3 separate regions of the Zea mays genome follow, and regions 1 and 3 are each linked to region 2. A link is a contact called in public Hi-C data. All regions are on one chromosome and are shown on one strand. The core of a region is the stretch at or near the end of the contact, and the rest is flanking DNA. Distances in the headings are between cores, read along the strand shown. Region 1 holds the start of LOC732847 (laccase-like). Region 2 holds the start of LOC100279528 (SCARECROW-like protein). Region 3 holds the start of LOC100277116.

The links. A called contact is a pair of places that touch in the nucleus more often than the background predicts.
Region 1: a Hi-C map of ear shows a contact between it and region 2, with 3 times the contacts expected there. The contact joins the promoter of LOC732847 here to the promoter of LOC100279528 in region 2. A contact is called at or near these places in 2 of 25 Hi-C or Micro-C datasets (ear and tassel).
Region 3: a Hi-C map of endosperm shows a contact between it and region 2, with 3 times the contacts expected there. The contact joins the promoter of LOC100277116 here to the promoter of LOC100279528 in region 2. A contact is called at or near these places in 2 of 25 Hi-C or Micro-C datasets (bundle sheath and endosperm).

The regions. Positions count from the first base shown.
Region 1 is chr3:185,594,161-185,598,929 of Zm-B73-REFERENCE-NAM-5.0, reverse strand. LOC732847 (laccase-like) reads left to right here and starts at 3,130. Exons shown (of 6, transcript NM_001112451.2): 1 at 3,130-3,331; 2 at 3,451-3,602; 3 at 3,698-3,942; 4 at 4,037-4,165; 5 at 4,308-4,769. The coding sequence starts at 3,194.
Region 2 is chr3:185,837,064-185,841,789 of Zm-B73-REFERENCE-NAM-5.0, reverse strand. LOC100279528 (SCARECROW-like protein) reads left to right here and starts at 2,095. Exons shown (of 1, transcript NM_001152526.1): 1 at 2,095-4,726. The coding sequence starts at 2,430.
Region 3 is chr3:185,642,106-185,646,636 of Zm-B73-REFERENCE-NAM-5.0, reverse strand. LOC100277116 reads left to right here and starts at 3,117. Exons shown (of 1, transcript NM_001150776.2): 1 at 3,117-3,702. The coding sequence starts at 3,213. The coding sequence ends at 3,485.

The sequences.
Region 1 (4,769 bases), core at 1,881-4,380, 240 kb after region 2:
CGACCCGGAAACGGTGGCCTGGGGGGGGACGAGCACGGTCCGGCGACGCTGCGTGGTGGCCCGGAGACGGCGGCCTGGGGGGAGACGAGCGCGGCCCGGAAGCGGGGATCTGAACCTGAGCGCGAGCAGTCCCGCGATCCGGATCGTGCGGCGCAGGACGCGCGCGTGGGTAGGGCATCGCGCAGACGCGCGCGGTCGCAGGGAAGAGAAAAAAAAGAGAGCCGACCGGCGACGGGCGCCTAGCGACGGCGGCGCAGCGCTCCGAGGGAGAGGCGCGCGGCGTGCGTGATTAGTGGAAGCGAGAGGAACAGAAACCTTCTCGTGATACCATGTAGGAAAGTGATTTGAGTATTTCTTTCATATTATTGCAATCGCTCAGCGTACATATATATAGGTATCGTGGACAGGCCCACTTACCATATTACAATCCAACAGAAATGATATCGTTCCAATTTTGATTGCCAGCTACTTGTTTCATAAACTTATTAAATGGCCATATTTATTCTCCTAGAATGCTAGCAAATCTAATAGTTCCATTTTTTTTTTTTTTTGCTCTTCTTTAACTTATGAACGAAGGCCACCATCCTTATTCAGGAACCTTTGTTTGACGAGAGCCTATCCTAGGAAAGGGAAGAGTGGTCGAGCGGTTAAAAGGTAATGTAGTGTAAATCCGTTGAAGGTTTTTTATGATTAGTCAACATGATCTGCATGTATTTAGTTAGTTATGGTTCGGAGTATAGCTTATTAACTTTTCGTGAGGTTGGCAACACCTCAAATATTCATTCAACTGTGTTGCATGCACGCTCGCTATTGGTGGCCATGACCGTCAGACATCAGTGCTTCCCTTGGTGACGAAGCCACAAAAAAACAGGATACATTCATTTTAGGTGGTTGTGTTAGTTAACCACAAAATCTAGGGTTCGTTTGGATCATCAAGATAACTAAAGCTTAGTCATGTGTTGGTCGGATTCATATACTCGTGTGAGGAACTAACAACTAGTTAAATTACTGTAAATACATGAGATCGAGAGACAGAGCGACAGATAAAGAGAGAGGGGCCGGGCCGGCAGATTGCTTAGCCAATCGGATTGTGCTTGAGGTAGATCATCGGATAAAGATTACATGGCAAAGCCATCTGCACGCTTCACTTCAACAAACGCATACAGTTCCAAGCAACGTACGGCACTGTTTGTGTTTGGCTAACCTTGTGGTCGAAGCTCCAAATCACAACGAAGAAAAGGCATGCACGTAGCTTCAAAGGCTAACAAAACACAAAGGAGTCGAGAAACTAATAGGGTGTTTGGTTTGAGGAATGAGCTAGTCCATTATTTTCTTACTCCTCACTATTTTTGTTTGGTTTGTGGAATGAAATGAGTTGATCCATCACCATATCATTCCTCATAGTTAGTTAGTTAGTACTAATATGAGGAATGAGGTCATCCCATTAAATTTGAAAAATAAATCCATGATGCATCACCTCAATTTGGATGCAGTGATTCCTTAAACCAAACACCCCGAAAGGTGCACGGACAGAAGGGGTAAACAGTGTGTGGGAGCCGATCTTTTGATGGGAAAGGTGTCGTATGGAGTTTATTGCAAGCTGACTGAAAAGGTCAACTTAAAGCGAGTGCTCCATATGTTCCTACTAGAATTGATATTTCACCTTCTTGGAATGATTTGTTGTCTGAAGTGGCTAGGCTTCCTCCATGCATGCTATGCAGCGTCATGGTAGTAAATACTCTGTGTTCTATTATTTGCATTTTAGCAAAAAAGAAAGCATTGATCAAAGCTATATTTAGAAAACCATGTCTTGTCCTAAACGATAAATAACCGAGGGAGTACTGAGTTATATATAGGCTTCATTGTGCAAAGTGAACCGGAGTAACATAACTCTGCTGGGAGCAGCCAGGGCATACCAGCTGCCATGCCCCTAGATTCGAAGTTCGTGCCAAATTATTATATGGAGTTCTAGATGAAGTAGCCCACAAACTTAATTGTAAGGGGGTGTTTGGTTTATAGGGACTAAACTTTAGTCCCTCCACTTAATTCCATTTTAGTTCATAAATTGCTAAATAGGGAAACTAAAATAGAGTTTTAGTTTCTATATTTAGTAATTTAGGGACTAAAATGGAATTAAGTGGAGGGACTAAAAATTAGTCCCTAGAAACCAAACACCCCCTAAAAAGGCAGTGTACTGATGCTACTACTTAGGGGGTGTTTGGTTTCTAGGGACTAATGTTTAGTTCATAGATTTTATTCCATTTTAGTTCCAAAATTGTCAAATATAGAAACTAAAACTTTAGTCCATTTTATTTTAGTTTCTATATTTAGCAATTTATACACTAAAAAGGAATAAAATGAAGGGACTAAACATTAGTCCCTAGAAACCAAACACCCCCTTATTAGGATTTAGATATGTACTAAACTAGTGATGCACTATATATATTGCGCTGTGATTTGCTGAAAACACACTACTCCCTCCGGTGCAGTAAAAGAAGTCATCCTGCGCGTGACCGAGCGTGCACAAAAAGAAGTCATAGCGCGCGTGGGTCTGAGATTTGGACGTTGTTGCCCCTAGTAATTGCACAAAAAAAGATGCATTTAAAAGGAATCGAACTTGAGACCTCCAGTCTAGAATGCCTTGGAGCTGCTGCAGCAACCAATCAAGCCTGATTGTTTTAGTGACGTTAATGCACCCATATCCCTATTTAATAGGGGCAAACAGGGAAAACTCTATGATAATTAATCACTCCTTGGTATGCACAATCATGTCCTAAACGACTACCTTTACTGCACTGGAGGGAGTACTTGTTTTTACCCTAAAACCTTGTGTACACTATCAGTTAAGCCAATATGTCCCCTTCGATTTTTTGTCAGACTCCGACGCTGCTCGTAGCAAGGAACAACTAATAAACGAGAAAAACGAAGAGGCTTTGCCATACAGAAGGGCCGCCTTGTTGAGGCAGAGCTAGAGAACGGAGCAGCGAGTGGCCCAGCGACAAGTTTTCCAATTCGCTTCCACCAACTAGGCCAACCACCACCGTGCTGTGACCCCCTACCATGCAGGCCACGAACCCGGCGGCCATCATGGCGCCTATATAGAACCCAGCACTCATTCCATAGCAAAGTGCACCACTTCACTTGCTTCAAAGCGCAAACACACAAGAAGGGCGGAGCTGTTGTCATCCTGACAATGGGCGCGCGTCGTGGTCTCCGGCGAGGCCAAGCCGCCGCCGCCGCCTTCTCCGCATGTCCCTTCCTCGCCCTCGCCGTCGTCCTCCTCGCCTTGCCGGAGCTCGCAGCCGGCGACACCCACTACTACACGTTCAACGTAAAACTACTCTAGCGCACGAGCATTACAAGATCCAGCGCGCACACACACACATCGTCATCATCATCATCAGTGTTTCTCACTATTACTGGCCGGTATGGATTTGGTTCGTGCTGCAGGTGCAAATGACCAACGTGACACGGCTGTGCGTGACTAAGAGCATCCCGACGGTGAACGGGGAGTTCCCGGGGCCGAAGCTGGTCGTGCGGGAAGGCGACCGCCTCGTGGTCAAGGTTCACAACCACATCAACTACAATGTCTCGTTCCACTGGTAAGTGGGATCGTATCACAGCAGCAAGCGCACCGCGCCGTGTTGCCATCTCTCTGCCAGCCGGCCGGCGTCTCATCACCCGCGTCGTCACGCAGGCACGGCGTCCGGCAGCTGCGCAACGGGTGGGCGGACGGGCCGTCGTACATCACGCAGTGCCCGATCCAGGGCGGGCAGAGCTACGTGTACGACTTCACCGTCACGGGGCAGCGCGGCACGCTGTGGTGGCACGCGCACTTCTCCTGGCTGCGCGTGCACCTCTACGGCCCGCTCGTCATCCTCCCCAAGCGCGGCGAGGGCTACCCGTTCCCGCGCCCCTACAAGGAGGTGCCCATCCTCTTCGGTACAACGCCTGCCCGCTGCTCGCGCTCGTCGTCTTCCTTCCATCGATCGCTTGATGGAGTTCCGTGCGTATTGCGTGGATTCTTTATTTGCAGGCGAATGGTTCAACGCGGACACGGAGGCCGTCATCAACCAGGCCCTGCAAACAGGCGCCGGCCCAAACGTCTCCGATGCCTACACCTTCAATGGGCTTCCAGGCCCGACATATAACTGCTCGTCTAAAGGTACGCTTTCTTTGCAAGGGCTAGATTATTTAGGCCCATCGCTTGTACTTTTTATTTAGTCATGTTATTAGAAAGATAAAACGAGATGAAGATAACAAAAGCCTGGATTTGTGATTTCTTTTTGGATGAAACAAAAAACCAGACACGTACAAGCTGAAGGTGAAGCCCGGGAGGACGTACATGCTCCGGCTCATCAACTCCGCCCTCAACGACGAGCTCTTCTTCGGCATCGCCAACCACACGCTCACCGTCGTCGAGGCGGACGCCAGCTACGTCAAGCCATTCACCGTCAGCACGCTCGTCATTTCACCGGGGCAGACCATGAACGTGCTCCTCACGACGGCCCCCAGCCCCGCCTCCCCGGCCTACGCCATGGCGATCGCGCCCTACACCAACACGCAGGGCACGTTCGACAACACCACCGCCGCGGCCGTCCTCGAGTACGCCCCGACGACGACCAGGAACAACACCCTGCCTCCCCTACCGGCCCTGCCGCTGTACAACGACACCGGCGCGGTGTCCAACTTCTCGCGCAATTTCCGCAGCCTGAACAGCGCGCGCTACCCGGCGCGCGTGCCGGTGGCGGTGGACCGGCACCTGCTGT
Region 2 (4,726 bases), core at 846-3,345:
GTGTACTAGGGAGATTACTATCTTGCTTCTCTCTCGGAGTCGTTGCTAGATGCTAGTAGCTAGAGGGGTGTGGCATATCAATTCCACTGTGCATTCATGTGTCACCACTCTTCTCCTTGCACAGTCGCACTGTATTTGCCTGGATCGGGAATTCGGGATGGTGCGTATACCATGTTCTTTTGCAGCAAAAGCTGTCTCCACATGATGCCAGTACTTCTAATCTTCTGTCCAATAATGACTACGACATTGAAGTCCAAATTGTATAAAAAAACGCATGTTCTAGATAGCAGGGATAGGGTACTAGACCTTAATAGTGTGACCTACTGATATATAAAACAACCGCATGACACTCATCTATCTCTGTGTAAAAAGAACAATTCTTATACCGCTACATTTTACTTAATGTAATATATTAGTTATCATTCTAAATGCCACTTTTATCTCATTTATATAGATTTTTTCTATGACCCGGCCAAACCTACTAAATTTATTTATCTTCCATCTTAACTATTTTATATTGAATTAAACCGATATGTATATAGCTGGAGGTGTAGATCCGGTCCCGGATACAATATCTTATCCTTCTATACCATCACATACCATCACATGTGACATAGAAATGATTAGAACATGCAATTACATATGTGTAATCTAGTGAGGGCATATGTCCCGTTCATTTCTCGGTTATAAGTAATACAGTTAAAAATAATCCAGCGAGAACATAGATCTCTGTTTATTAGGTCTCCTGCTTGGTAAATGCACTCGCTCTGATATTTTAGTGCTCGTTGTTGCAAATATACCCTCTACTATTTCATCATAGTCCGTCCTTGCCAACCACATAGTCTTATGATTGCAATTTTTTGACTGAGGGAGTAAGTTTCAAGATAGCCGGTCTGGGTACACCAGTAGAGTAGCCGTGTGCCGCCCAGGCCCACCGCTGTGCTGCCGTGCGCAAGCAATGAATGTAGGACGACGTGGCGAGGGCCCTGCACAGCACGCCCACTCGCTGACGTGTCGTTCGGCTGCGACCTGGCCACACACTGCCTCGCGCTCGTCTGTGGAAGCGGCGTGGATAGCTCGGGACCACCACGTGGCTGTGAAGAGAGGAACTTGGCGGCCAAGGCAGCCGGACCCCGTACACCGGTGGACCCGGTCCATGCACCGGTGGACCCGCACGCACCCTGCCGCAAACCAGGCAATCACACACGGTGATAAATCCGGCAAGATCTGTCATGTGCACACTGCACATGATGTCATCGCCAATCAGTTACGGCTGCGAGACCGTGAAATTTCCGCGCGGAGAGGCAGAGGCCGATAGCCACTTGATTTTTTGAGGGGGTAGTCGTGGAGATGCTAGAACGCACGTGCCATCTGCGCAGATGAGCCGGCGACACGTGGGACCCACAGTCCCTAATCACGAAGTGATGGCAACATAAAAAACCATTCTTAAGGTCGCTGGGCTGTCAAGGTAGTCAAAGTGTCCAAAGACAGTCGGGAGACGGACGACTCAGTCACGATCACGACGCAAACAACGCTGGCTACTTCCTGTTGCTAGTTCGGAGTTCGGACTCGGACGATTATTAACCGAGTCGCAGGCGGTCCACAGACACAGTCCACCCGCCCCCAGAACATCCCTGCGGCCCAAATAGCCTGCTTCTGGGAACCATCGTTCACGCGGGGCACGGGCACGCCCTCCGTGCACCGGGGCCTCAGAGGCGGGCCCAGGGGTTCATGGTATTCATTAAATATCTAAAATTTTGGTGATTTATAATAATTTGTTAATAATGTATCACATAAAATAACGTTAAAACATTATTTTTTTAATCTTTTAATTTTTTGAATATCCAATCTTAAATGTCTAGCCCGCCTGTGGCCTTTCGGCGCCGTCCCGAGCACCCGCGGACCCGCCTCCCGCCCGTGTGAGATCGCACGCCGCAGAGCGTGCGTGGACAAGACCCCCTCGGCTGCGCGGGCCTGGGTGTCGACATTCCTGCCCCGCAGTCCCGCACCCGGTGACCGGTGGTGTTGATACAAAAGCCCGGGGTCCGGCCACCTCTGCGCCTCTCGCAAACACTGGTTCACGTCCGTCCACCTCTCTACGCCTTTCCTCTTATCCTCCCGTCTCGCGCCGTCGCGCGTCTCGGGTCTCTCTTCTCTCTCTCGGCTCTCGCCTCCCTCCCGGTCCGGGTCGCACGCAGGTACGCACTCTTGACGAGCTCGCGCATCTCCACGAGCGGAGCCGCGGCGCGGCTCCGTACGGCCACTGATCCGTCGGATTAGTCAGCGCGTTTCAGCTCGTGGACATGGATATCTTCTTCGGGTTCCAGTTCTCATTCTTCTAGCTGTATTTCCCTGCATTCGCCAGGTCGCAGCCAGCAGTGCATTTTTATGCGCCGCGCTGGTGGTTTTGGGGCGCGGAGTCCATATCCATGGTCATGGACGCTGGCCTGCACGAGCCGTGCGCGCTGCTGCCGGGATCCAAGCGCGACAGCCACATGCTAGTCTACCCCCAAATCGCCGCCGCCGCTAATGGGTTCACGGCGCAGGAGCTCGAGTCGCTGCTGTTCCTGTCGTCTGATGGGATTACTTTGGCTGCGGGCAGTGGCGGTGGCGGCGGCGGCGGAAGCTATCTGAATGTCGCGCCTACCACTGTGGTCCCGCCCGCCCCGACCAACCGCGCGTCGCCGCCGAGGGATGTGTCCGCCGCGCCGCCCTCGGTGGGGCAGCCGGATGATTCGGAGGCGTTCTCGGACATCGTCCTGGGCTACATCAACCGCATGCTCATGGCCGAGGACATCGACGATAAGTTCGAGCACTACCCGGAGCACCCCGCGGTGCTCGCCGCCGAGAAGCCCTTCCTCGAGATCCTCGCCGAGCGGCCCTCGAGCTCCGGTGGCAGCGCGGTGGAGAGCCCGGGCGGCAGCAGTGTGGGGAACTCTTGCTACAGCGCGCGCTCTTGCACCTGCGCCACCGCCACGGCGGCGTCCGACGCCTTTGGCGCCGTGCTGACGCCGGCGCTCGACTTCCCGTCGGCCGCGTTCCTGCAGCCACCACAGCTGTACCAGGATCTAAGCCCTGAGGGCAGCGTGGTGGATGCAGGCGGCGCGTGGCCGTACGACTCGACGGAATTCTACCAGCTGCACAGCAACCCGTCGTCGTTCGCGTCATCCAACGGCAGCTGTGCTACAATATCAGACGGCTTTGAGTCGTTGCTGAGCTCGCCTGGTGTCATGCCAGATGTTGGCTTCACCGATTTTGCCGTGCAAAGCCAGCAGGCTATGCAGTTCTGCCGTGGGTTCGAAGAAGCAAGCAAGTTTCTGCCTGACGAGAGTAAGCTTGTGATTGATCTTGAGAAGCCAGCATCTGTTACAAGCTTGGTGGCTAACATCAAAGGGGAGAACAGGTTTGCAGAGGTCAAGGCAGAGAAGGCCGATGTTCAGGCAGAAATTCACAGAGGAAAGAAGCATTTCTATGGTGATGACTTGGATGCAGAGGAAGGGAGGCGCAGTAAACATTCAGCACCCGCTATCGACACTGATCACCTTGTGCGGGAGATGATGGACAAGGTCTTGTTGTGCAATGGCGAGACATGTTCAAAAGGCGTCAAGGAACTCCGTGAAGCCCTGCAGCATGACGTGGCAAAGAATTCACACGGGGTTCATGGAAAAGGGTCCGGACATGGCAAGGGCCGTGGCAAGAAACAGCCGAAGAAGGAGGTGGTTGACTTGGAGACTCTCCTCGTCCACTGTGCTCAGTCTGTGGCCACCGATGATCGACGTGGTGCAACTGAGCTCCTGAAGCAGATCAGACAGCATGCATCGCCCAATGGCGACGGTGACCAGCGTTTGGCGCACTGCTTCGCCAACGGCCTTGAGGCGAGGCTTGCTGGCAATGGAAGTCAGATTTACAAGTCTCTTATAATGACGAGGTTTCCCTGCACCGATGTGCTGAAAGCCTACCAGCTTTACTTGGCAGCTTGCCCATTCAAGAAGATCTCCCATTTCTTTGCCAATCAAACCATTATGAATGCTGTGGAGAAGGCGAAGAAAGTCCACATCGTGGACTATGGTATATACTACGGCTTTCAGTGGCCGTGCCTCATTCAACGGCTCTCTACCAGGCCTGGTGGCCCTCCGAGACTCCGGATCACGGCAATCGACACGCCGCACCCTGGTTTTCGCCCAGCAGAGCGCATAGAGGAGACCGGAAGGTATCTAAAAGATTATGCTGAGACCTTCAATGTGCCCTTCGAGTTCCGAGCCATTCCATCTAGGTTCGAGGCGGTTCAGATAGAGGATCTCCACATTGCCAAGGACGAGCTGCTGATCGTGAACAGCATGTTCAAATTCAAGACACTGATGGACGAGAGCGTGGTGGCTGAGAGTCCAAGGAACATGGTCTTGAGCACAATCAGGAAGATGAACCCACATCTGTTCATTCATGGGATCATCAATGGCTCCTACAACGCACCCTTCTTTGCGTCTCGCTTCCGGGAGGCCTTATACCACTACTCCGCCATCTTTGACATGCTGGAGACGAACATCCCGAGGGACAACGAGCAGAGGCTGCTCATCGAGTCAGCACTGTTCGGTCGAGAGGCAATCAACGTAATCTCCTGCGAGGGCCTGGAAAGGATGGAGAGGCCCGAGACATACAAGCAGTGGCAGGTGAGGTATCAGAGAGCTGGGTTCAGGCAGCTCCCGATCAACCAGGACATCATGAAGCG
Region 3 (4,531 bases), core at 1,868-4,367, 200 kb after region 2:
ACTTCGGGGGGACCTGTGGGGCCAACGAAATCCAGATTTGCTGCACCATCACCTTCGTCCTCGACAATCATGTTGTGCATAATAATACAAGCAGTCATCATGTCTGCGAGGTGATTACGATCCCAACCATAAGCAGGTCCACGTAGAACTGCCCACCTCGCCTGCAAAACCCCAAATGCTCGCTCTATGTCCTTTCGACAACTCTCCTACTTTGTTGTGAAGTGAACCTTTTTTTCCTCAAAAGCGTGCCGAATTGCTTTTACAAAGGTAGGCCAATTGGGATATATACCATCGGCTAAGTAGTATCCGAAATTGTACGTGGTACCATTAATAGTGAAGTGCACAGGTGGCATGGATCCATTACGTAACGGATCAAACACTGGTGATCGATGAAGGACGTTGAGATCATTGTTAGTACCTGGCATTCCAAAGAAGGCATGCCAAATCCACAGGTCATATCCTGCGACTGCCTCTAGTATCATTGTTGGCCTCGAATTGCGCCCACAAAACTGTCCGCGCCATGCAGTAGGACAGTTGCGCCATTCCCAATGCATACAGTCGATGGAGCCTAGCATACCCGGAAACCCCCTGTCCGCGTTAACACTAAGTATGCGAGAAATGCCGTCGTGGTTAGGGATACGGAGGTATTGTTCGCTAAAGGAAGATATGATTGCGCGACAGAAACGGATAAGGCAGTCCCTAGCCGTAGTCTGTCCAATCTGTATGTACTCATCGACGGCATCGCTTGGTAACCCGTACGCAAGGATTTGCAAAGCAGCACATACTTTTTGCAATGGACCAAGACCTGCTAAACCAGTTGCATCACATCTTACTGTGAAGTAATCATCTTCTTCGTTGAACGGCACGAAGGATACGTAGAAACAAAGGACGTTGCATCCGAAACCTAAAATCGAGAACAACGCAAAAAATAAGAATGTGAAGCTCCAAATGAAAGTCAAAATATAACTTAGGAAATGTACCGTCGACGAAATACATGGGATGGATACACTGGATTAGGTCCGAAGTAGTGGTGCTTGATGAGATTTTCTCCAGCAGCGTGATCCCTATGGATAACACGGCGAGGCAATGAGGAGCGCCTACGACGCATGCTCGTGTCTCCGATTACATGGTGCTCAACATGGTGCAAAAGCAAAAAGTTATCGATCTCATCGTCGGACTCATCGGACGATGAAGACAACACCAGGCTTCGCAATGAGTCCATCAAGAACTCACCTTAGACTACGTAGTATGTATTTTTGATGGAATGTCGGATGAAACAGAAGACACGAATGTGTAGGTGGGTGGAGCATGGCCGCAGGGGGACCTTATTTAAAGATAGCTTCGGTGTGTGAAGGAAGCCAGAGGGTCGTGGCTTGCCGGAGAAGACAGTCGTGTGCTGGAAGCCAATCGTGTCGTGTACGAGAAGAATGTTAATTCTTTTTTAAAAAAAACATAAAATGGAAACGTATTTCTAATACCGTATTAATACTAATTATGGCGTTTGGTAATTAATTGTGGAACACGTGAAGCCGGTGTACTGTTCAAATAACAAATACAAATAAAATTAATATGTCATGGTACGAATGCCCTTGTACTGTGCAAATAAGAAATAAAAATTAAATTAATATTTAATGGTAATTATCCCCGTATACAGTAGATATAAGAAATAAAAATAATATTAATATTGTATGGTAGTTGAGTTAGTTGATGAAGAAAGTATATAATATTGTTGTGGTGGGGTATAGAGGATTGATATAGGGGGAACCGTTGTAGAGTGTGGAGAAATAGGGGGAGAGAGAACGCTGACGTGGCACGTGAGTGGGATATAGGGGGAGAAATTTAGGGGGAACCGTTGAAGTGAGTCTGATGCAGATCTGATCCTGTAGCAACGTCGATGTAGAGCGTGCTGATAACGTGTTGAGAACTACGTTACCACGGATCACCAGATCTGCTCCCTTCCCTCCCGTCAGCAGTAGAGGCGCAAGAAGATGTAGAGAGCCCGTCTCCCTTCCCATAAGCACGACAGAGGAAACACACGAGACACTGGATATAGGGTTGGGCTTCTGGCCTCTTTCTGATCTTTGTATTATGATGGGGTGTACAGGTTCCTTATATAGAGATGTGAGACCCCTCAGGAGCAAAGCAGGTATTTGCCCACGAATCCTAACTAGGGTTACTTAAGATGGGGGACAGTCCGACGCATACTTTGCTTTATTAAGAACGGGAGCCACGCCCATGGCCCATGGGCCATATCCTGTAATTCCTTCTAAAATCAATATGTATGGTTGGGCTAGGCCACTTAGCAGAAAACCATGGGCCAGAGGCCGAACAGCAGACCGGGTCCATTTACGGCGAAGGTCCACGTAACGTGATACGGCCGAGTCAACACAAAGCGCCGCGCCGCAGTATTTTTCCACACGACGAGACCAGAGCAGGAGTAGTAGCATAGCAAAGCAGACCGCCCGATCTCCTCCCGATGCGGGCCCAGCTGCCCAGGGATCCGAGGCGGAAGGGATGATTCCAGCAGCCCCGAACCACGCCTCCCGCGTCCGGCTCACGTGGACCGTCCGCGGAGGGCCCTGCGGCCCGCCCACCGCGGCGCACCAAGGCCGAGTCCACGGCGTGCGGTGGGGTCGTGCGTGGGTATGGGGGCAGCGCGCGCCGAAGTCGGGGACCCCACCGTATTCGGTCGCCCATCACGACCCGTACACCTGGCACGCGTAAACAGGCCACGCAACGCAGTGGAATCCGATGCGGGCCGGCGTATCCTTTCTCCTTCCGGCCCAGTATTCTTACACTAGGACCCCTCGCGCACAGAGCTAACTCGCAGGAACCCCCCCTCGTCTCGTCTCGTGGTCCCAGGAAGGACCGATCCGTGATACCACAGAACACATGCCCTCCGTCTAAAGAAGTTTTAAATCGAAACAGCGGACCGCGGCTTCCCGCCCCTCCGCGCACCCTTTCCCGCTTAATTCCCACTCGCTGGATCGGACGGCGCGGGGTCCGCCACGTCACCGATTCCGGCCCACCTTGCGGAGCACGGAGCCGTCCACTTCCGTCCTTCGGAAGCCCGATCCTCCCTCCCGCCGCCGCCTCGGCCCCCTCCTTATATGCCCCGCCAGCCGCGTCTCTTCCCTCGCAAACCCACGTTTCAAAAAAAAGAGAGGAAAGCAAAGTTCCTTCTTCCCTCGAAAAAAAAAATCAGTCTCGCCATGGAGAGCAGCGTTGGCATAGAGAAGGCCGCAGCGGTGGCGGTTGGTGCAGGTGTGGGCGGGGGAGGTGGAGGGTACGGCTGCGGCGGGTGGGAGACGCCGAAGCGCGAGGAGTGCCGCATCCCGGCGACGCTGCCGTGCCCCGCGGCGCCGAGGAAGGCCGTGCCGGACTTCGGGAAGCGGCGCAGCCCGCCCAAGAACGGCTACTTCCAGCCGCCGGACCTGGAGGCGCTCTTCGCGCTCGCGCCGCGCCGCCAGGCCTTCTGCGCGTGACTTGGCGCGGACTTGATTTTTTGGGGAGGGAGTTGTAGATAGCTTGCCGGTCTCGCTCTGTTGTACTCTTTCTAGTGGGGGTGTTTAGTGGCCGCGGGTGTATTAGGGAGGCAGTAGGGTGGTTTTAGGGAGTAGTAGGTAGGTAGGTGGTGGACTCTTAAATCATAAGCATACTGTTTGGTTAAGCTGATGAAATCCTTATATATGTTTCCTGTCACTTCTGCGTATCGATGCTACCAGCGCTTGTGAATTGTGATTCGAGATTTTGCAGTCGATGTTCGCTAATACTGCCTGCGGCTGCTGTGCCGGTGAGTGAGGGGCGGCGTTTTTTTTTGGCTTTGCTTCACTTGTATTGTATGCGGTGCATCTACATAGGATACTGGTGATGATGGTGATCCGTGTCCAGGTTGCAGCTTGAAGCTTCGAAAAGCATCTGTAATAGTAGTATGCTTCATGGCTACTGCTGCAGTCTATTCTCCCGTTTAGTCGGTGTTAATGTTAGAAGCAGTACTTTACTTACTTTTAATGTATGAGATGCATGGTTAGAAGCAGTAATCCGTGGTGCAGATGATGAAGTGATGGTAACTGCTGTTCCTCCCAGCTGGTAGTACATGCATGAGTGCTTGTTCGTTTCGCCGTTAATTCATGTGGACCGTTAATCCATATAGATTAAGTGGTATTAAGTCGGTTTAAATTCATAGCAAGTCAAAATACATCCTAATACACACCAATCCACGTGGAATTGAAATAATCGAACAAGTCCTGAAGTGGAAGGAATTAAAAAAACACAATGGAGAGGGAAGCTGTGCTGTGCTCTTGAACCCCGGCCGCAGTTATTGTGGCTGCGGGAGCCCTGCAGCGCGATGTGGGCTTGGCATTCGCCTGCCTCCTGCCCTAGGCGCATTGCAGTGTATGTGGGCGGCCCGTGTGTGTGACTAGTGTCAGGGGGGGGGGGGGGGGGGGGGGGGGGGGGGCTTCAGAGCTCGCTTCTGTGGTCCTGGATCCATCATCGCGAGGGGGAAGACGCGGACGGCTTCCAGTTCCAG